2 separate regions of the Mus musculus genome follow, and region 1 is linked to region 2. A link is a contact called in public Hi-C data. All regions are on one chromosome and are shown on one strand. The core of a region is the stretch at or near the end of the contact, and the rest is flanking DNA. Distances in the headings are between cores, read along the strand shown.

Evidence for each region. A called contact is a pair of places that touch in the nucleus more often than the background predicts.
Region 1: a Hi-C map of uterus shows a contact between it and region 2, with 7 times the contacts expected there. The contact joins two enhancer-like sites. A contact is called at or near these places in 4 of 484 Hi-C or Micro-C datasets (cerebellum and uterus), 1 of 115 datasets of contacts at active chromatin or transcription factors (fibro-adipogenic progenitors) and 1 of 9 other capture datasets (embryonic tail).

Annotation. Positions count from the first base shown.
Region 1 is chr14:25,103,760-25,107,482 of GRCm38.p6, forward strand. No RefSeq gene overlaps it. Among named protein-coding and RNA genes, the nearest start is that of Gm32123, 3.6 kb to the right of the region's middle. RefSeq lists an enhancer at 3,396-3,723. Within about 2 kb of position 1,827, at least 25 of the 459 cell types and tissues checked have an H3K27ac peak or open chromatin away from gene starts, as enhancers often do. A contact at or near this core is called in uterus, where this site is marked.
Region 2 is chr14:24,900,752-24,904,301 of GRCm38.p6, forward strand. No RefSeq gene overlaps it. Among named protein-coding and RNA genes, the nearest start is that of Gm41110, 12 kb to the left of the region's middle. Within about 2 kb of position 2,275, at least 22 of the 459 cell types and tissues checked have an H3K27ac peak or open chromatin away from gene starts, as enhancers often do. A contact at or near this core is called in uterus, where this site is marked.

The DNA of each region.
Region 1 (3,723 bases), core at 577-3,076, 200 kb after region 2:
TGGGGATAATTCTTTTTGAGCTTTTATAATTGTTGCACATATTTCTGGGGAGCACATGTATAGTTCTCTACAAGACTCTTGGTCTCTATCGCTGATCAGAGCAGTCCTCTGCTCTAGTGGTAGAATCCTTTGTGATCTAATGGCTTCCTACCTGCTCTTCTGCATTCCCTTACACCAAGCACCTGCTGTAGCTGAAGTGGCTGCGGCTGAGCATCTGTGATGTTTTGTGACATATTTCTAGCGATAGTAAAAAACTCCTGTTGTACGGAAATCCTCTTTTCAAATTAAATAGAGAGCTTGACACAGAGCTCCAGTGTCAGGCCTTTCATCTCCTCTGTAGACTGATCTCGTCACCGCATTATGTAGTCTCTGAGATGAGACAGTGCTGTGAACATTCATGTATCACAATTGTCTGAATCATTACAATATTTACTTTTAAATCTCCATTTCAGGTGTCGGAATGATACACACTGTTGAAAGTTACACGTTTTATCTGCGCCTTCTTTCAATCATGTTTAATTGTGCTGTTATTGGTCATCAAGCAACACATCAGAGGCTGGGTATGGGGAACAAAAGGTCATAGTCTTTGCCCTCTAGAAACTCACTTGGGGAGCATGCATGGAAGTGGTAATATGGCTAAGTTCCTGGCACCAAGAGTGGGCCAGCAGCACATAGACAGTCCCCGTGAGAGGGCCATTAGGAAGCTAGGACTTGAACTCTGTTAGTGCACATGTGCCATAATCAGGGTGAGTGTCTTTGTCAGGCCTCAGTAGATTAAACAGAAGCATTGAATAAGCTACCTCCCATGTCCCAGGAAGAAAGGAACAGCCTTAGGTAGAGGGAAAACATGGATAAAGTCTCAGGACTATGCCAGGTCATGATGGAACTCTGGTGATAAAATGGGGTGAACACCATACTTGTAAGCTCACAAATATTACAAATATTAGCGAGGCACCTATCACCCAGAGGGACCACAAAAATAAAGATGCAAGCCGGGCAGTGGTGACGCACTCCTTTAATCCCAGCACTTGGGAGGCAGAGGCAGGCAGATTTCTGAGTTTGAGGCCAGCCTGGTCTACAGCATGAGTTCCAGGACAGCCAGGACTACACAGAGAAACCCTGTCTTGAATAAATAAATAAATAAATAAATAAATAAATAAATAAATAAATAAATAAATAAATAAATAAATAAAATAAAGATGCAGACTCTGTCCTAGGAATGTTTCTGGCTTGGATGGGAAAATAAGATGTGTGCCCCAGGTTTGGGGAGATACAGCTCAGCGATAGAGTGGTTGCCTTGGGCTCAAAACATGGAGAGGGGAGAGATGTATTGGTAATCAACCAGGACAGGTTATCTGTTACAGAATGAAGGTCCGAGTCCCCGCTCTTACTCCGTAGAAAAAGTGAAAGTTCTAGCCTTTAATGGAGTTGTGTTTGGAGACAAAGCCTCTAAAAGAAGTCGTAAGGGTGGGGGCTCTAGTTCCATAAGATTAGTGAACTTGAGAAAGCAAGTGTTCTCCACAGCCCCCTCCCTCAGAACACACCAAATTAAAATTATCAAGTCCCAATGATGGTCCAGGAGCTGAACTAATCAGAACCTTGACCTTGAACTTCTAAGTGCCAGGATGGTGAGGAAATTGGGATCTTATATTGGAGCTTCCCCACCCTATCGCTGTGATATTTGCTGCAGGAGCCTGCACAATCTTGCCATGGGGGAGAACACGGGGGTTCTGATGATGGAAGAGACTGCCTGTTAGCTGCCGAGCTAGAACTGGTTGCAGAAGGCGGCGGCCCTGACTGAGCCTGGAAACATCTGGAAGCACTTAGATTTAAGGGAGATTCATAGTGGGGGAACATTCCAGCTTAAGGAAATACCAGGAGCTGTTGGGCAGTAGGAAAGTCAGTGTGAGGCCCACTGGGCTCATACTATAGAAGACAGTGAAGGTCCGGGGACAAATGTGGCGTTTCGGCCCGTGTTACCGAGTTTTGACAAGTTTCATTGAGTCTTGTGCTTTGGAAGAAAGACCAAGAGGTGCTGGAAGTGGCTCAACTGGGGGGTGGCTACGGAAATATAGGGGAGCTACAGCAGCTACAGCAGCTACAGCAACTATGGTGCAGTCCAGAGCAACGGGGAAGGGAAGGTGGCCAGAGAGATGCAGGAGTGCAGAGCCACTGAATTCTGTAGCCATTGGAAGGCAGAGGAGAGCAGGAAATAGGAGTCAGTTGTGACAAGGTACACTCTGCAGATCATTCTACTACTGCCAACTTCTAAGCCATTCACGGTTAAGCAGTCCCACCTTGATGTGAGGACGTGTCCTTGGAAGGGTTAGTTAACGCTGCACCCAAGGCGCTGTTCTTCTCTGACATTCAAGGCTGCTGCCCAATTTTAGCTCAAGGGATGAGGTCATTAGTAGTAGAATAGAGTAAGTTTGAAACAAAGATGAAATAGTCCTTCCAGATTTCCCAAACCCAAAGTGACAGCACACCGTTGGTGAAGTGTCCGTGTCTGTCAGATGACGGTAAGTGAGCGGATTTGGGGGTCCAAGGAACTCACGGTCAGCAGAAAACAGATCGGTGGACACAGCAACACCTAGAGTGTGAGCAAAGAAAAAAAATTCACAAGGAAATCAAAGGTTTTAGAACAATGGGGACTCAAGCCATGCTGCTGTCAGATGGGGGACCATGGGAGACCTAGGTGTCAGGAGAGAAGTGTGATCGACCAATCGTACCAATGAATGTAGATTCTAGAAAGCTAGAATGGAACCACTCATTTGTACTATGAGAAGAGGAAAAGTCCTCCTCCCTCTGCTCTGGACAGCTGAACCCTCTTCTGCCCAAGGGAGAACTCTGGACCAGGCAGGCACCACACCCATAGGATGGGTCTGAGCACCTGATCTTCTGCACTCCAGAGAGCTTTATTATACTTTATGATATAACCAAAGGTGTGTAGGGAGGTACAATGAGCAGCCTGTACCTAGGGGGAATGCCACAGAACATCCCAGCCAATGTCACAATCCTGAGCACTTGGCCCCAAGTTGTCATTTCCTTAGCATGTATGGAGACTGCCTGTATATGATGTAGGAGTGCAGGTTAGGCCCCGTGCATCATTTCCAAGAACTTACACGGAGTGCCAAAGTTATTATCCAGCCACAGGTCATCCACACAAGGGCCTCTAGTACAGAACATGAACTGATGGTCCCTGGAAACTTCTGGAAAGGTGTTATCAATTTTGGTTTTTTGTTTAACTAGAACCAAGTCCTAGAACACTAGAATTAGTTGACCATATATGAAAACTCTAAAAACATTGATGTTGAAAGGATTCCATGTTCTGTCTTCTTTCAAGTTCCCCTGGAGTTTCAGTGGTTGCATCTGCCAGACAGAAGAGAAGCTACGCAAGAACACGTCTACAGCAGCCCATCTAAAATGTTGGAGAAGCCTTCTATCCATTCTGCAAAGAACTCAGCCCCAGGCCAACTCCACCTCCTCACTGATGCAAACACAGGCTCTGCATTCTTCCAGAACATTCCATCCCTGCTCTTCAGTTAGCCCTCAGTGGACAAGGGAGACAAGATGAAGAGAGGTGTGAGCAAGCGCTGACCTACACCACATTGGCCCTGGCTTCATTTCTGTGTCTGTGGTCAAACATCCTAACGAAATGCAACTTAGGCAAGAAAGAGTTTACTCGGCTTATAATTCCAGGTTACAGTGCATCATTAGGGGAAT
Region 2 (3,550 bases), core at 1,025-3,524:
CTTCTGAAAAGCTGCCTTACATCCCGTCTCAGCGGCCCCCAGCCCCCACCGGCCTGCAGAAGCCTGTGCACACAGACTCCCACCTCAGCACAGAGCCCACATGTGTTTCTGCTCAGTGGGGGAGACTAAACGGAGCCAGATGTACCTGGGCAGCCCACAGCAGAAGCAATGATTTAACATCCTAGGTATGTGGGGATTAGCTTGCCTCAGAGCTCCCATGGAGGGGAGGGCCTTGCTTGCTGGCCTGCTAATGGATTCAGCAGAGATGCCTCACAGGCCGGACACAGCGTGTGGCATGTTTTGTGTAACATGGAGTATGCACGACACGTTCTGCCCATGACTATGCTGGTGTATATGCCTGTAGTGGTGCGCAGTGGAGCTGCATCTGCAAGCACTGTGCGTATGACAGCTGTGGCCATGATGGCTGTGCTGTGACTGAGACGTTTTGATGAGTCTGTCCGTGGTAACTGTATTTTGTTCCTGGGATGACCACCACTGCCTTTCCATGGCTCCTGGAACAGGACCTGCTTTTTCCACTGAGGAGCCCTCTGGGAAGCTTCCCATCTGCCTTGTTCTTTCTTAGCCCCGCCTGAGGATCCCCGACCCCACTGGGTTGTGTTTTTGTTTTTGTTTGTTTGTTTTTACTGCATGACCAGCCATTTATGCAAGACCATGGTCATCCCTCCCAAACTGGAGCTCAGAGACCACTCAACACATGATTTCCAAATGGCATCCTTTGGGGTTCTTTGGTGTTTGCAATGTACTTGAGCCAGGCTTGTGTAGGGATGAAGAAGGCCAAGGCCCCTGTCTTAATCAGACCATGCTAGCCCTTGTTTATTCTCTCTATCCAGGAAAACCAGTTAAGCTACTGACTGGCTGTCCTGTATCTTACCACAGATGAGGTCTTTTCCCTCGGAATGTTCTAGAATCCCTGGAGAGTCGTGGGCCAATGGAGGGGGTCAGGCCAGGCAAGGGGAGATACAGCCCACAAAGTCAGCTCTTTATTCTCCCAGTTGGCTTTGCCTGGTGTGACCCAGGAAAAGGGGGCCTGCCCTGTGTGTCTGCCATGCAGTCGGGCAGCCACAGACAGCATGCTTTTCAAATTCTGGGCCCCTGGCAAGGAAGCAGGAGGCAGGCAAGAGCTGAGTACAACCTCGGAGGTAGCCTGGGTTTTATTTGCTCAGCTGTGGTCAAAGGCCAATGCTGGCCACCCACACCGGGCTCGGCAATTTCACCTGAGGACAACTGTACTTTTAACTCCCGAGGTCCTGTGATGCCAAGGGTATGGATTGGCATAGGTCCGGCAGTAGGTGCTTCTAGGGACTCCCTTAGGCACAGTGGACACATGCCTGTGGCCCGATACTCTTGGCACCCACCAAAACATAATGGTTTTATTTCTCTTAAAATGAAAAGAAGCAAATTAATTTTTGGATCAAGTCTTTTAGTAGAGCATGTTTTTCATCTCTGCCCTTATACATTTGTAAAATAATGTTACTGTGTTGTAGCAACTCCATATCTGTAGAGGAAGGCCTGTGCTTTAGAAATGTATCACTAAAATCAGGATAAAGGCATGAGGTACCCTGAGGCTGTGACAGGGAACATCGGGGTTTTATCAGCTTGGATGCTGTAACAGTGCCACCAAACAGGTTGTGTGGCTAGGAGCTGTTAAACAATGCAAACTTGTTCCATCGGCTCACCACCCTTGAGGAGCCCAATAGGGTGTCAGAAGGGGTGGTTGCTTCTCTCTCTCTCTCTCTCTCTCTCTCTCTCTCTCTCTCTCTCTCTCTCTCCCTCTCTCTCCCTCCTTCCCTCCCTCCCTCCCTCCCTCCCTCCCTCTGTATGTCTATGAGTGTGTATCTCTGTCTATGTATTCCCTCATGAAAACACCCATCATACTGAATTTAGAGCTACCCCAATGGCTTCATTTTTAACAGTCATCTCTTTAAAGACCTTGTCTCTAAATACAGCCCCATTCTGGGGTCCCAGAGTTTAGAACTTCAAAACTTCAACACAGGAATTACAACTCAGTTCTAAATAAAGTATGGTCACTCCATATTCTTCCCCTGAAATCCTTCCCCTCCCTCCCTCCCTCCCTCCCTCCCTCCCTCCCTCCCTCCCTCTCTCCCTCTCTCCCTGTCTCTTCTTCCACCACCCCCCCCCCCCCGCCCAGCTCTCTGCTATTAGAGGAAACACTCTTCAACTCCCTGTTCACTCTATAGTCCTGGGAGTCAGCTGATGTCACGACTGGCTTTGTACAAGCTAGAGCTGCCAGATGGGACACAAAGTACTGCTCGTGCTGGGAGTGGACTGAGGTCTCTTCCCTTTGGATGCCAGAGCTTGATGGAGCTGCACTTGTGGATACTCGGTGTTCTGATTCTTGGGGCCATTAGGTGGTGTCATGAGCTGGTAGAACTCACAGAGACAAAGAAATCCTGGTCTACCTGCTCCATTCTCCTCTGCCCCATCCTCACTGTGCCCATGTTATAGAGTCTGTCTTGGGCTGTCTTGATAGTGAAGGAGGTAGATTCCCTAGTTTTGAACAGTAAAGGATGTGGGCAGATCCTGATCTCTGGGATGCCAGGGATTCATAATGTTTTACTAGGGCTTTGCCAGGGGAAGATGTTTAGAGACTCAGGAAATAGCTTCCAGCCACTGATGTTTCAGTAAAGGCTACAGAGCTGGCTCAACTCTCTGGGAAGTCCAGTACCTCTCAAGCATAATGATCTGGTAGTTATGGTGAAATTAGCTTGGATTTCAGATAGGAACTCCAGAGGGTAATCTAAAAATGAAGACAAAAGAGGAAGAGGAGGAGGAGGAGAGAGGAGGAGGAGAGAGAGGAGGAAGGGAAGAGAAGGAAGGGGGAGAGGACATGGGGAGAGAGGCAGAGAAGAATAGAGGAAGAAGAAAGGGAACGAACAGGAAGAAGAAAAAGAGGAGAAAGGGAGGAGGGAGGGAGGAAGAGGAGGTGATGTGGTGATGTAGAGGTAAGGTTGTATCTGAGCTGCCCTCTCTTGTGCTTGCCCTGGTGTAATGACCTGACCTTCTCCAGGCTCTCCAATGTGGATGCACAAACCTTCTCACAGCTCAGTAATCTTATCCTGGTGGGTGGTTTCAGAGTCAGAGTTGGAGTGGGGGCATGGATGTGATCATTCCAGATCTATGACAGACACTTATCCTGGGGCAGGAGGGGCAGATCCATGGAACTGGTCTGGGGTCTGGTACCCGGACCTGAGAAACAGGTGATACAGGGGGAAAGGATCTAGGGATACACTCTACATCTCTCTCTCTCTCTCTCTCTCTCTCTCTCTCTCTCCCCCTCTCTCTCTCCCTCTCCCTCCCTCTCTCTCTCCCTCTCTCTCTCTCTCCACCTCCCATGTATAATAAAGTAGCAGAGCTGGAAGCTGAAGGACTAGAATTAGCTCTTAGCAGATGGGTAAATGATCTCGATGAATACCTGCGCCCGTGTTCCAGTCTTGGGTCTGGGGTGGCAAAGACAGGAAGACAAGTGGCAAATGTGCTGCTATAAGACAGGCTCATGTCCTCTTTGAAA